Regions from separate parts of the Ovis aries genome. Here region 2 is linked to region 1. The links are chromatin contacts, called in public Hi-C maps. All regions are on one chromosome and are shown on one strand. The core of a region is the stretch at or near the end of the contact, and the rest is flanking DNA. Distances in the headings are between cores, read along the strand shown.

Evidence for each region. A called contact is a pair of places that touch in the nucleus more often than the background predicts.
Region 2: a Hi-C map of liver shows a contact between it and region 1, with 2.1 times the contacts expected there. The contact joins the promoter of GOLGA5 here to the enhancer-like site in region 1. A contact is called at or near these places in 4 of 16 Hi-C or Micro-C datasets (blood, hypothalamus, liver and 1 more).

Annotation. Positions count from the first base shown.
Region 1 is chr18:55,181,907-55,189,774 of ARS-UI_Ramb_v3.0, forward strand. It overlaps RIN3 (Ras and Rab interactor 3), which reads left to right. Exons shown (of 10, transcript XM_027957334.3): 9 at 2,368-2,531; 10 at 5,455-6,651. The coding sequence ends at 5,775. Among named protein-coding and RNA genes, the nearest start is that of TRNAY-GUA, 8.2 kb to the right of the region's middle. Within about 2 kb of position 4,600, at least 10 of the 54 cell types and tissues checked have an H3K27ac peak or open chromatin away from gene starts, as enhancers often do. A contact at or near this core is called in liver, where this site is marked.
Region 2 is chr18:55,302,254-55,310,121 of ARS-UI_Ramb_v3.0, forward strand. GOLGA5 (golgin A5) reads left to right here and starts at 3,262. Exons shown (of 12, transcript XM_060401894.1): 1 at 3,262-3,412; 2 at 5,580-6,156. The coding sequence starts at 5,610.

The DNA of each region.
Region 1 (7,868 bases), core at 3,350-5,849:
TCTTTCTCCAGAGACTCTTCCCCACCCAGGGATCGAACCCACATCTCCTGCATTGGCAGGCTGATGCTTTACTGCTGAGCCACCACGGAAGCCCTGGCGTTGACATGCCTGTTTCAAAACCTGTCTCCTTCCTGCCCTGCCATGAAAGGGCGAGTGATCCTGTGGCCACAAACCCCTTTATCTCATCCCCTACTCACCCCAGGCAGGCTATGAACTTTTCACATATTGGCTGTGGAATTTGTAGCAATATGTAGGCAGCTTCATCCAGTGTAGCAGTTAGGAATGCTTTGGGCTACAAATAACTCATTACATAACTAATAATGGTTTAAATCAGAGTAAGGGACTGGTTTGTCTCTTGCATCAAGAAGTCCTGAGGTTGGTTTTGTTTCTATTTTGTAACTGCCTTATTGAAAAGCAAGACCCCTTCCATTCCCGGCCTCCTCATATTGTAGGTGTTTCCTGCCAAATTGGAGGGATTATTTGTATTCTAATTTTGTAATCTGTGACTTTGTATTGTTGAAGGTTTCTCAATTCTGTGGGGTCTCCTTAGAATGTATGTGACTTTTCATGTTGCGTTATCACACAGATGAGACAGCCCAAATTTCACTAACACAGCTCTTAATAAATGATCTGAATGAGAAAAAGAAGTCCTGAGGTAAGCAGCTGATAATGATGGCACTTTTTATCCCTGCCATCAAGAAATTGTAGACCCAACTCTATCCATTGTTCTTTAGGATGTGAGCCTTTGTCTTTGTGCCTATCACCTCTGATCACAAAACAGCTGCTGTGCCTCCGGGCTCACCTCTGTGTTCCAGACAGGAGGAAGGGAGACAAACCAAAACCTGACAAGATGTACCAACTCAGTTTGTCCCTTACTAAAGGCTTTCCTGGAAGCCCCACCCAGGGACTTCCGCTTATATCTGTGTAGCAGACAGAATGGGGTCTCCTGTCCTGTACCTCAAACTGAAAGAGATTCTGGGAAGTGAGCATTTTCAGTTGTGTTACTTACCCGAAACAAGTAGAGTTCAATTAATTAGGAAGAAAAAGAAGATGGGATTTGGGTGGCTCACTGGCAGATGACTCTCATGTCAAAAACCACTGCTTTGCTCTGTGATGACCTAGAGGGGTAGGATTAGGTAGGGGCTGGAAGAGAGGCTCAAGAGGGAAGGGATGTATGTATACATATAGTTGAAACATCTTGTTGTACAGCAGAAATTTAACACAACATTGTACAGCAAGTATACTCCAACTTAAAAATTAATTTTAAAAAAATTTTTAACTAAAAATAAATAAATCATTGCCCTGGTACCCAAAGCGCTAAGGAGAGGCCTGGGGAGTGGGAGGGAAGCCCAGGAAGCTCAGCAAGACCTTGGCCAAGTCACCCCACCCCCTCTAGACTGAGGGGCACTACAAGGCCTGTGCTCCTCACACATTTTAACCAAAGCCTCCAACAAGCCAAAGAAAGTAAATTTATAAGTATATGTGCAAATGATTATCTTTAATCATAAAACTTCATGTAAATTTTTCAGTCTGAAGGTGGCACTACTGGTAAAGAAACTGCCTGCCAATGCAGGAGACATAAGAGACGCAGGTTCAATCCTTGGGTCTGGCAGATCCCCTGGAGGAGGGAATAGCTACCTACTCCATTATTCTTGCCTGGAGAATTCTATGGACAGAGGAGCCTGGCAGCCTACGGTCCATAGGGTCACAGAGTCGGACACAACTGAAGCAGCTTAGCACACATGCACAACATATTTCAAAAATTAAATTACCTTAGGAAACATTAGGCATTAGGAATATGTATGAATTAAGATAAAAAGAAATGGAGAAATGAAGGATGCAAATTTTTAACTTTCTTTAAATTATTAAAAGTTGTGTGTAATCATATAAACATAATTAACATTTTCTCCACATATTTTTAAGTTTTTTTTTTAATAAAATGTATATGACACCTACAGAGAGAGGTCTCCTGCCCACCCATGAGTCCAAGGCACTGCTTTCTCCACCCTAAAGACATGCGTAGCTGTTAGTTTCTTGAGTATCTTTACATTTTAAAACTAAAAACTCACTTTAAAGCATCAGTTTAAAAATAAGCAAGAGTTGCGTCCTAAAGGGGAGCCAATGACAAGCTTTGAGCCGAGCCGTGCAGCTCAGGGCTGGACTCGAGGAATCTTTTGATTCTGCGGTGGGCGTGGCTCTGAAGCTCAGCAAGTGACCAACCACCTGGCCGCACATGCCTCGGGCCGGCGGCGGTGGGTGGGGCTTACAGAGGTGGGCGGGGCGGACCAAGCCGGGACCAGCTCCCTCGGGTTGCGAGTGGGTGGAGACGTGGTCCAGGCTCCGCCTCCACACCCTTGCCTCCTGCAGGTTCCTACTATCTGACCACCACCTACGGGGCCCTGGAGCACATCAAGAACTATGACAAGATCACGGTGACCCGGCAGCTGAGCGTGGAGGTGCAGGACTCGATCCACCGCTGGGAGCGCCGGCGCACGCTCAACAAGGCTCGGGCCTCCCGCTCCTCCGTGCAGGTGCGACCTGGGACCGAGAGGGTGGGAGGGGACCAGGGGACCTTGCTCCCAGACCACCCCTGCTGCCTGCCAGTTCAGGAGCAATGGCACTGAGCCCCCAGCCTGCCAGTGTGTGCCGGCTTAGGGGCTGGGGTTGAGAAGTTGAGGGCTGGAGAAAAGTATCAGCGAGCATCCGCGTTTCAGTTGGGCCCACAAGATAGGAAGAAGGAGACCTTCACCCAGCATTCCTCAGCGACTGTGATGTCTGAGCGGGCTGTTAGGGCTGGAGATGGGAACAGTGGTTTGTCCCAGTTAAAAAGCCCAGGAGCTGATCTTCAGCCTTGCCACTTGGTGCCCAGACAAATGCAGCAGCTGCCAAGGGTCCCCTGCCCCTAACCTGCTCACAGCCTGCCCATCTCCAACCCACTCACCCATCCTTCCCCACTTCTGTCTGTACAGACTCAGTGTTGAAAAGTCACTGGTGGCCAGACTCCTGCCCCCACCCATCCCATTATCCCACACCTCCGAGGCTGCATCAGATCAGTTCATTTCAGTTCAGTCAATCAGTCGTGCCCGACTCTTTTCGACCCCATGGACTGCAGCACGTCACGCTTCCCTGTCCATCACCAACTCCTGGAGCCTACTCAAGCTCATGCATCAGAACAGCTATGAACACCCTGAGCTCAACTCCCTAGGGCTTAGCCTCAGCCCATGCTGGTCCATCTCCCCTTCCTCACCAGCTGCCATGCCCAGCCTCAGTGTCTCCAATAGCCCCTCCTCTGAAAAGCCTTCCCTGACACCCCCCGCCTGCCCCACCCCCCATTCCCTATGGCATGGGTTAGAAGTGCTTCCTGCTGCTGCTGCTTCTATTGTAGCGCATATACCCCGTACTGTAACCAACAATGTATAAAGCTGTAACCCTGAGAGAGCAGGCCCTATTGCTCACATGTCTCAAGGCCTGGGCCAGAGTGGGACTGGGGAGTGTGCACAATGGCAGGAGTTAGGACAGTGAATCAAGCTGCAGTCCAGAGCTGTGACTAGGTCTCCAGACTCACGTCCCTGGCACCCAGAGCACACTGGACCTGAATCCCATGCCTGGCTGCTTTCCACATGGCCTTTCTGTAACTGGGAGAGCCCAGGCCTGGGAGGCAAGAGGCTCACAGTATGGACCCAGCTCTGTACTAGCTTGCTGTGTGACCCTAAGCCGTGTCTAACTCTCTCTGGGATGCTGTTTTCCTGTCAGCACAGGGGGACTCTGGCCCATTTGAGTTCTGCCTCCCCAGTACATGTTCTAACATCAGTCAAGCTGATGTCCCTCCTCCTCTAATCAGTGGTGTCCTGATAATGTTTAGTAACTGGTTCTCTGGGGAGAAAGAAAAAAAAAAGGCTCTGATCTTTGCCTCTGTCAATTTCCATGGTATTAGTATAAATACTGCCACCGTGGCTGATTCCAAGCTACTAACTTGGCATCATGGAACTTGGAGTTGGAAAGAGATGTACACAGTTGGCTTTCTCAAGCTGGTATGAGCCAGCGGAAGTTGGCGAGTGCAGCTGCAGCACCCCAGCATTCCCTCCTGCCTTCTGGGACAGCTGCCCCTCCACCAACTCTTGGAATGTGAGCGCTCTTGGTCCAAGGGTGACCCTCGCATTCTTTCCTTCTTGCTTCTACCTCATGGATTCCCAATGCTGAGCATCATCAGTGCGTCCCACTAAGGAGGCAGAGCTCAGGCAGAGGCTTGGGATGAGACTTATCAGCACTGTTTCTGGGGTCTGAGGAGGGCACCGCTGTCTGCCCCCTTCCCAGTGTCTCCTCTGCACCACACACAGTAAATCCCTACCCTCCGGAGGGAAAGCCCAGAGCCTGAAAGTCATCGGATGTCAAGGGCTCTGGGGAGGCCTGCTGGTGGCTGAGGAGAGCACAGGCAGTCACCGAGACCTAGGGAAGTGGGCTGGGCTTTCCCCTCCCAGGAAGAAAAAAAAGAAGTGATCCCAGGGACTCTTGGCACAGAGCCTGGCACTACTCTGTAGTCACTAATTATCTCCATTCTGAACTAGGCGGCCTCAGGAGACCGCTGTGCTGTCACCGTCCTTCCACAAGGGGGCAGCCCCGCGCACACACTTCCTGCCCGCCCTCTGGGCCCTTAGCGGAAAGGGGACTCTAACAGGCTCTGAGCCAGTTTTCTGTGATCCACCTCCAGGCACAGAGAAAGGACTGGTTTTATCCCCACTTTGCAGTAGTGGAAATGGAGACTCAGAGAGGTCGTCACACAGTGAGTGGGAGCAGATTCAAAGCCAGGCAGGGACTCCTTCCACGGTCTCCGGTGGACTCAGGTGTGAATGTGCTGTTTTCTGCAAACACTCTCCATCTTTTCCCCCCAAGTCTTCTCCCCCGCCCTTCCCTGCCAGCCTGTTCCTCCTGGGAACACCACCCCTTCCATCCCCAGGCCCCTCCAGCCCTAGGGCCTGAAGAACTGTTCAGCCTGCCTTAGCTGCACCAGCTAAGCCATGGAATGCTGGGGGTGGGTCTGAATCTTTGATTTTATTTATGCTGCCCCGTGTGCCCAGCAGAGTGCCTGGAATGCAGGGGAAGAAGAGAAAGTGAAAAATAAGATTTTTTCAGTGACGGCAAGCCCGTGGACTGGCCACCAGGGGGCGCGCTCACTCCTTGTGTCCAGGCCAAGACTGACCCAGTGAGAGCTGAGGCTCAGAGAGGGAGGGTCTTTGCCTGAGGTCACACAGCAGGGTCAGCCGCAGGTGCCCCGACGGCCAGCCTCACGACCCCTCCTGCCATCCATCCGCTGTCTATGGAGAGGAATCGGGGGGCCCAAAGAGGACAAGGCCACGCAGCTTCTCCTGTCCAAGCTCCCAGCATCAGGGCAGGGGTGAGACAGGACGTGGGCTTGGCCCAGCCGGTAACCGTGACCCCCTCCGTCTCTCCCCGCAGGACTTTATCTGCGTGTCGTATCTGGAGCCGGAGCAGCAGTCGCGGACGCTGGCATCGCGGGCGGACACGCTGGCTGAGGCGCTGTGCGCCCAGTGTGCGGAGAAGTTCGAGGTGGTGCAGCCGCAGGACTACCGGCTCTTCGTGCTGGTGGACGGCCGCAGCTTCCAGCTGGCCGACGAGGCGCTGCCGCACCGCATCAAGGGCTACCTGCTGCGGAGCGAGCCCAAGCGCGACTTCCACTTCGTGTACCGGCCCCTGGACGGCGGCGGGGGCAGCGGAGGCCCGCCCTGCCTGGTGGTGCGCGAGCCCAACTTCCTGTGAGCCCGGGGCCGCGGCCCCTCCGACGGCAGTGTCCACCCAGGCGGGGACGCTGGCAGACCGGCCCGCACCCTCGACCCCCACACTCACACTCAGACGCACCCACTCACACATGCACACGCACAGACACTTGCGCGCGCGCGCGCGTGCACACACACACACTCCCAACAGGGATGCCCACACGTTGCCCCGTGCTTGCAGCCTACTGAGCGTGCCTCGGCCACCGTGGCAGGACCATTGTATAAACAACGTGATCCGTGGCCCCAGCGTGCTCCCAGTAGGAGGGCGGGAGCCGGGAGAGGCCACATGCTTCATTAGGCAGAAAGGGAAACGGAAACTCAGAAAGGACCCTCCAGCCCCCTGCAGCACACAGAGCCCCAGCTCGCTCGGCCCCTGTTCACACACAGCCCCTCAGGCCAGTCCGTCTGTCCCGCGCCTCGGGCCCCCGCACCCCATGCCCACCCGATCCGATCCCCAGCCTTTCACCGGGAGGGCTCAGGTTTTCCCAAGACCGTCCTCAGGAGGAGTGGCCTGGCCACAGCTGCCCCGCCCCCCCGGAGCTGGAATGTGTTGGACTCGCCCAGCATCTCAGGAGCATCTCAGGGTGCTGAGGGGACAGGCCCCTCACCCCTGCCTCAGAGCCAACCCTCAGCCATCGGCCGGCTCCGTGCTGCCGGTAGCTCCCCAGCCCCTCCGGAAGCAGCCAGGTGTACAACGGGACCTCCGAGCGAGGCCAGCTTCACAGCTACGTGAACGAGCCCAGCCTTGGCCACGGGGGACATTGTCCAGGGCCCTCTCCTTCGTGGGCACCCCAGGACTGTGGCATTCAAGGCAAGAGACACTGTGTGGGGAGTGTTTTAATAAAAGTCCTTTTGAAAATGGCATCTTCGTTTCTCAAAGGGCTAGATCTCTGCTCAGGCAGCTAGGCCCCCCCCCACCACCACCAACAGCCTAATCCCCCTCCAAGGTGGGGTTCAGAAAAGCATCTCCTTTCCACTGAGCGCCCTGGTTTCTTTTGTTTTGTTGTTTTTGGCAGAATCTATAGGTTCCTCAAGTGGCACTAGTGGCAAAAAAAACCTGCCGGCCAGTGCAGGAGACAAACGAGTTCAATCTCTGGGTTGGGAAGATCCCCTGGATGAGGGCATGGCAACCCACTCCAGTGCTCTTGCCTGGAGAAAGAATCGCCATGGACAGAGGAGCCTGGCCGGCTACAGTCCATAAGGTCACAAAGCGTCGGACACAGCTGAAGCGACTTGGCACACACACAACATACTCTCAGGGCCCTGGGCCCCGTCTGCCCCTCAGCCTGGGCATTTCCTCTTCCTAGCACCCACACTTCACATCATTCCTGCCTCTGTTGCCTATCACAGCAATACAATTCTGTACAATCTTTGCCTGGTCAAACTCTTTATTTTTCCCTAAAAGCCCATCTCCAGAAAGCCTTCTCTGACTTCCTGCGCTGCTGGCCAGATAGTCCTTGTCCATGTCCTCCAGCCCTGTGGGCTCATCTCTGTCACAAGAGATAGCTCATCCAATTGCATCTGTCTGTTGACACTTCTGCTTTCTCCACCAGATTTGGACCCTTCCTGTCTGTGTCCCCAGCATTGATTAAAAATATGTTTGCTGAGTGCCTGTTCAATGTCAGCACTCTTCTAGGCCCTGGGAGACAGTAGAGAACAAATCAAATGCAGCCCCAGCCTTCATGGCAGTGAGCCGTGCCCACGGGGCAGGGCGGCTGGACTTCCCTGGATTATATTGCTGGGAAGCAGCCAGCTCATTCAGCTGATCAACAAACATCTGTCTGACTGTGGCTCCGGGCCAGCCCTGTGGCAGATGCAGGGATTGCTCCAGGATGCAGGCAGCCAGCCCTGGACTTTCCAGGCTTTGTAACAGACATGAGAAAACAGGCAAATACCCAGAAGCTGAGGTTAGCCAGCCATGATCCCAGGTTGCCCTTGCCTCTGCCACCTCCCTGCCCACCCCCTGGCACAGGCATTGTCCCCTTCCTGATCTTCCGATGCTCCCTGCAGCCCGAAGCTGAGCTGGCTGTGCTGCTTCGGTCCCCAGCTGTAAGGTAGGGTGCCCACTGCCTCCCA
Region 2 (7,868 bases), core at 2,012-4,511, 120 kb after region 1:
TTTGAATCCCAGATGTACTACCAACTCCCTGCGTGACTTCAGGAAAAGTACTAAACCACTCTGAATCTTAGAGTTACCATCTGTTAAATGGGGTGTGTATTCATCAGATTTCATTAGGTAAGGCTGTATAAGAAACCATTTCAAATCTTTAAAAGCAAAGTTTTCTTTTTTTGCTCATGTGACTCATTGGGCTTCACATGTCTTTCCTTCCAGAACCCAGGCTGAGGGAGCAGCTCCATCTGGGACAGGGCATACCCATGAGAGAAGAAAAAGATCAAGAGTGCTAGTAGAAATACATAATGGCTCCTAACACAACTACTTGGATGTGGTGAAAGATACTTCTAGTCACATTCTATTGGCCAAAGCAAGTCACATGATCAAGCCTGACATTCCTAAGGCTGGAAAGGACATTCTTCCTACAGGCTGCATTGCAGCCACATAGCAACAGGTGATGATGTATAATCCTTGTTGACCTGAAACTACCCTACCAGGTATTTCTCCAGCAAAGATGGGTTTATTTGGGATCCATAGAGAATTACAATGTGTGGTCTACAACCATGGTGAGCCACTTGCAAGTCCCCAAGGGAAGGAGGATACTTTTATAAAAAAGGAAAGAAAAGTTGGAGGGCTATAGTAAACAAACACCTTTTCATTCGCTGAGCTGTTGTCAGGACAGAAAAGGGACCTTTCTATTTGTCGTTGGGCTGTGCTAGGTCATGGCTTGGGAGAGCGCCCCCTGTGGTCTCCCAGCTCTATTCAATTCAGGTTTCTGTTTCTCTTTTTACATTCTTAACAGGCTTTTGTTTCTTAATTTTTTTACATCCTTAACACTCACTTAAAAGCTGGGAACAACAATGCCACCTGAGTTCAGTTCAGTCGCTCAGTCATGTTCCACTCTTTGCAACCCTATGGACTGCAGCACTCCAGGTTTCCTTGTCCATCACCAACTCCTGGAGCTTGCTCAAACTCATGTCCATCGAGTCGGTGATGCCATTTAACCATCTCATCCTCTGTCATCCCCTTCTCCTCATTCCTTCCATCTTTCCAGCATCAGGGTCTTCTCCAGTGAGCTGGCTCTTTGCATCAGGTAGCTTTGACTAGGCGGACCTTTGTCAGTAAAGTAATGTCTTTGCTTTTTAATATGCTGTCTAAGTTTGTCATAGCTTTATTCCCAAGGAGCAAGCTTCTTTTCATTTCATGGCTGAAGTCGCCTACCACAAAATAATAACAACTCCTTTCTTATGGCAGTTGTGAAAATTAAATGAGGTGAAGCATGTCTGATGCTTAACAGAGTATACTGTGTTATAAGGGCACAATAACTTAACAAGTGCATGCTCAGTCACTCAGTCACGTCCAACTCTTTGCAACGCTATGGACTGTGTGTAGCCTGTTAGATTACTGTGTCCATGGGGCTATCCCAGCAAGAATACTGGAGTAGGTAAAAATACGTTTTTGTTTAGTTGCTAAGTTGTGTCCAACTCTTCGAGATCCCATGAACTGTAGCCTGCCAGGCTCCTCTTTCCATGGGATTTCCCAGATAAGTATACTGGAATGGGTTGCCATTTCCTTCTCCAGGGGATCTTGACAACCCAGGGATTGAACCCAAGTACTTTGCTGACAACCATACAATCAAACTATGGTTTTGACAGTCTTCATGAACAGATATAAGAGTTGGACCATAAAGAAGACTGAGCACTGAAAACTGATGCTTTCAAACTGTGGTGCTGGAGAAGAGTCTTGAGAGTCCCTTGGACTGCAAGGAGATCAAACCAGTCAGCCCTAAAGGAAATAAACCCTGAATATTCATTGGAAAGACTGATGCTGAAGCTCCACTACTGTGGCCACTTGATGCAAAGTGTGAACTCACTGGAAAAGACCCTGATGCTGGAAAGACTGAAGACAAATGGAGAAGGCAGTGGCAGAGGATAAGATGGGTAGACAGCATCACCAACTCAATAGATAAGAATTTCAGCAAACTCTAGGAGACAGAGAGGGACCGAGGAGCCAGGGATGCTGCAGTCCATGGGGTTGCAAAGAGTCAGACACAACTTAGCGAATGAACAACAAGCTTAATAAGGGCGCAATTACTATTACAAGCTATTATTATTATTTCCTGATGCTGAAAATTTTCTGTTTACTGGACTGGACTAATCCTGACAAGAAGAAAAGAAGGAGCTATAATTACTCCCAATATTTAATTCGGAGACAATAATATTAACATTGAGTCTAAGGGCACAGGCTTTGTAATAATGTGGGCTCCTTAATACGGGACACATGATCTTAGACAAGTTATTTAACCTCTAGGGTCCTTGGGACTATGTTATAGACTTGCAATTAGAGCCAAATTAGCCAAATCGTATATACAACGTGACTTGCCTGGTGGTTCAGACGGTAAAGCCTCTGCCAACAATACGGGAGACCAAGGTTCGATCCCTGGGTCGGGAATATCCCGTAGAGAAGGAAATGGCAACCCACTCCAGTATTCTTGCCTGGAAAATCCCATGGACGGAGGAGCCCAATAGGCTACAGTCCACGGGTTGGCAAAGAGTCGGGTACGACTGAGCGATTTCACTTTTACTTTCTTTATATACAAAGTAAGTGCTGAGTATTTGTTGAATTACTAAAATTTTAGACTTAATTAAAATATTCAGTGAACAGCTTGCATAAGATAACTACAATACACATGTATGAAGAGTCCTTTACTGGCCATTTCTATCTTTTGGGTCTCAGCTCAAATGTTTCTTCCTCAGAGTAAACCGTCCCTGACCACATCATTTAAAGCGCTTCTCCCACCTCCAGTCACTTCTCATCATCTTGTCTTTACAGCTCTGGTAAAGCTCTGAAACTTATTTTCTTTACTCCCACCTCCTCCTCAACACTGTCTTTCGTAAATCTAGGCAGGCGGAGGAAGACCGGTAAAAGTAAACGACAGCAGAGACGCCAGCGTCTCGGTCCTGTTAATTCCTTCAAGGCGGAGGACCGCCCCCGCCATCAAAGAGGCCCGCAGAGGGGACCACCCCCTTGCGGGCGTGGCCTCCAATGTTGTGTCGGCCGCGTGCGGGCCGTGGTCCCAGGGAGGCGAGCAACGTCACACGCACGCAAGCCCTGCCCCTTCCCTTTCTTGCCACAGGCGGAGAAAGGGCGTGGCCAGCCGCGAGGACCCCACAGCTGGCGGCGCTGCCGCCTGAGTCGCCTCCAGGTGGCTGTTCTAGGTTCCTGGCCGCTCAGGCAGCTCGGAAGGCACTCTGTTTTGGGGTCCTCACTGCTCTTCCACGTCTCCCGGAAGAGTAGCTGGGCCGTGGCAGGTCCGGGACCCGGTCTCCTCAACCTGAGCCCTCTCCCGGCCCGCTGCTGAGGAAGGGCGGCCCGGGAGGGTGATCTGGCTGCGGTGCAGCCGCTGCAGAGCCCTCAGGTGAGGCGGCCGCGGGGGCCCTACGGTCCGATGGGTCCCTTTGGGGCGTTAACGGCCTTAGAGGCGGGGGCGGCAGCCCCTTGGCAGAGATCCTGGTCTCGCCGCCCTGCTAGGGGCTCAAGAAGAGGGTAGGGAGCCCCCCTGGATCTCCACGGACGTGGCTTGGTACCCTCCCCTTTCCTGCCTCCGCGACCTCAGCCTAGTTTGCCCCGTCTTCCCCCTCCGAAGGCTCAACGAAGTGGGTGGGAAGCAAAGTTGGGGGTCTGGACTCGCCTACCTAAGATCCCGACAACAGACTCAAGGGGACCGACCAGCTGACCCCAGCCTCCGTTCCTCCGTGTTGACACCTGGCCGGCGAGCAGGCCCTGCCCCCGCCGTCGGCCGACCCGTCCCCGTCCCACGCCTTCTCGCCCTGTTTCTTCACCTCGGTGTGTGCCGTTTATTTACTGGGCAGAATGACCTCAGAATTCTATCTCGGAAGTCGGCTAGAGTTTTTCTTTTGTCCTTGGAGGAAAGGCCCAGGGTCCGTCTTAACCTTTAATTGGGTACTCAGTCCTAAGGCACAGGCTTTTGTTTGAAAGTCCTTTAAAACTGTAAGATGGGAGGCAAGATGGAAGAAATTATTAAGTATGTTTTGATCGCCTTATCAGGAGAGATAATTTGCCCCCTAATTACCACCAGTGTTTACTTGGGAATAATAAATACTTTGTAGGGAGTTTTATATGTTTGGGAGCATGTCACTTCCATTTTCATTTGATTTACATAAACTCTGTGAAATACATGGTCATGTAATCATCCCGTTTTGTAAGGAACAGGTTTAGGGGTGAGTTTCTTCTTGAGGTTATTCAGATACTGGTAGGCTAGATTGAGAAGGCAGGGGTTAAAAGTGGGTTTGGCTGACTTAGATTTGCCTGTTTGAGCTGCTGTCTAAACTCTGGGATCTTTCTTACTTAACACAGAATGTGGTTGTGAAAATTATGTGTGCTAAAGATAATGTTTGCAGGGCATCTAACAAAAATTAATTCCATTCAGCAGTATTTATGGTGCCTACAGTATGCTGAGAATTCACTGGTGAGCAAAAGACATGACCTTTATCTACCCACTCTTCCTCTCCTTCCCCAAGAGAGGGGGAAAATACATATAAAACATGAAGGACCTTTATCTACCCACTCTCTTCCTCCTTCCCCAAGAGGGGGGGGAAAGACATATAAAACATGAAGGGCTGTCAGGGAAGAGAATGGTTTGTGTACAGACAATGATAGAACCTAATTTAGATGGAAAGAAAGAGCTGCTGCTGTCAGGGAAGAGAATGGTTTGTGTACAGACAATGATAGAACCTAATTTAGATGGAAAGAAAGAGCTGCTTTTGAAACAGAAGACAGTTGGGTGAAGACCAAGAACGAAAGAGTTAATTGTGAAAGAATGCCAGCACCACAGGCCGAAGAAACAGTGTGCACATTCAAGAGATGGTTGTTGACTTTTTTATATACTACTGTCCTGTGTCATGGAAGCTAGTTATTTCGTTATTTTGATTCATTGCGGCACTGGATAAGTACCCAAGTATATGTATCAAAATGGATGGCTATGCTATCATCTTGTTTTATTTGGAACTTAGCCTAATGTGCTTATGGTAGGTACAGAGAATCCAGACTTTTGGAGGTGTGTTTTAAATGTGTATATGCACACCTAAATTATCCATGATAGTGTTGCAGTTTAACACTGAAGTAGCTTTTGTGTTAATCAGAAGTTTCTTCAAGTTTTAGCGCTTTACAACAAACTTCAGAAAATTATTTTAATTTGGTTATCCTGGGATTTTGCCATATTATTTGACATTCAGTGGCTTTTTTACATCAAGATTTACACATCGTTGAAATAGGAATGGTGGTAGTAGTGGTAGTTGTAGTAGCAACAACTACTAAAATGAGCGCCTACTATGTGCTCAGCATTTTCAAAATGTTTTTTAGTGTATTTCATCTGAAAACCATCCAATAGTATAAGTACACTTATTTTCCTCATTTTCTAGGTGAAATGTTTCGGTTAAATAGTTTGCTCGAAGTTACGAGGTAAGAAACCGGTTAGGCTTTCCAACCCGGGACTGTCTTGACTCCAGAGGCTGGTCTTAGCCTCTGTGTTCTGCCACACTGATCCTTTTACATCCTTTTTACAGGTTCACCAACAGGATTATTCTGCTCCCATCATGTCCTGGTTTGCTGATCTAGCTGGAAAGGCAGAAGATCTTTTAAACAGAGTTGATCAAGGGGCTGCAACAGCTCTCAGTAGAAAAGAGAACACCAGCAACATCATTTATAGCAAAAATACTGACTATTCTGAACTTCACCAGCAAAATACGGACTTGACTTACCAGACGGGATCTAAAACTACTTACATTTCCTCAGCAGCTGATAACATTCGAAATCAAAAAGCCACCATCTTAGCTGGGACTGCAAATGTAAAAGTAGGATCTAGGACTTTGGGGGAGACCTCCCATCCTGTTGAAAGTGCATCTGCTCCTAGGCCTTCATCCCAGTTTGTTCGAAGAAAAAAGTCAGAACCTGATGATGAGCTGCTGTTTGATTTTCTTAATAGTTCCCAGAAGGAGCCTACTGGGAAAGTGGAAATCAAAAAAGAAAGGGCCAAAACCCCTGTCTTGCAGAGTTCTCAGACATCCAGCGTCAGTTCTGTGAACACCAGTGTAACCACCGTCAAAGCCGTTGAAGAAAATCCTTCTGGGAGCCAAAGCCACGGTAGTTAATTAGGCCTCTGTTTGTTTTAGAATTAACCAAACTGGATGTGTTATAGCCTAAAATGTTCTGGCGGCATTTGTCATCATCTGGGAGGATGACGGGAGGCACTTGTTACCTCCCTGTTGGTAGAAGGGCAGGCTCTCTGAAATGTGTGGCATGAACAAGGGAGACAGCATGGAACACTGTTAGTCAATATACAGTTATAGTAGGGACTTTCGAATGTTGTCTGTGGGTAACTTTACCGAGAACATTTTGAAATCTGGAAGAAAATGTATAATTTTGGATTTGGAAATGTCTCCAGTTCATTTCTCTTTGTCATTTGTATTATAAAAATGACAGGAGGCTGTACTTCACTTACATTTTGGATTGTGAGTTTCTTGGTGTGTTTTTCCCCCTGCCTTCCCTGAAAGTAAAGCATAAGAAACTGAACTTTGATCCAAGTTGGAGAGTTGAAGGCATTGACCTAGTAGTGAACTAAAAACTTGGAATTCTGGTTTTCAGTTGTTTCGTTTGCTACGAAATTACCTCAAAATGTACACCTTCTCACCTGCAAAAATGATATTTACATGATGATTTGGCTAATTTGTATACCTAGGAGACATTTTAAAACAACAATGAACATGATAAGTTCTTGCAGGGATTCTTTATAGAGCTGATAATTCATGGTAGCTTCTTGTGTTCTTAAATGTTAAAGCCTCTTACACAGTCTTGGGCTTCCCTTTTAGCTCAGTTGGTAAAGAATCTGTCTGCAATGCAGGAAATCTGGGTTTGATTCCTGGGTCGGGAAGATCCCCTGGAGGAGGAAATGGCAACCCACTCCAGTATTCTTGCCTGGAGAATCCTATGGACAGAGGAGTCTGGCAGTCTGCAGTGGTGGGGTCTCAAGAGTTGGATACAACTTAGCAGCTAAACCACTACCACATAGTCTTGGCTCTTAGTGAACAAAGTGTTTCTTGTATTTCAAGACAAAAAAGTGGTAAAGAGATGGGTTTTGGGCTTTCAAGACAGACACATGCATTGGCAGTTGATTTAAGTACAGTTCCAGTTCAGTCGCTCAGTCATGTCCAACTCTTTGCGACCCCATGAAATTGCAGCACGCCAGGCCTCCCTGTCCATCACCAGCTCCTGGAGTTTACTCAAACTCATGTCCATTGAGTTGGTGATGCCATCCAGCCATCTCATCCTCTGTCATCCCCTTCTCCTGCCCCTGGTCCCTCCCAGCATCAGGGTCTTTTCCAATGAGTCAACTCTTCGCATGAGGTGGCCAAAGTATTGGAGCTTCAGCTTCAGCATCAGTCCTTCCAATGAACACCCAGGACTGATCTCCTTTAAGATGGACTGGCTGGATCTCCTTACAGTCCAAGGGACTCTCAAGAGTCTTCTCCAACACCACAGTTCAAAAGCAGCAATTCTTCAGCACTCAGCTTTCTTCACAGTCCAGCTCTCACATCCATACATGACCACTGGAAAAACCATAGCCTTGACTAGACAGACCTTTGTTGGCAGATTTAAGTACAAGCAGTCCTAAATTTCTTCTCAACTATTTTTTGATTAATTTTACAAATGCTTATTGAGACCTTAATGAGCCAGTATACAGAATTGAATGGGTTATAGTTTATTAGATGAGATATACTTGTACACAGATAATCTACATGTAGTGTAGTAAATGCAGCAGTTGAGGTACAGTCAGAATATTGTGGAAGCATTGTCTT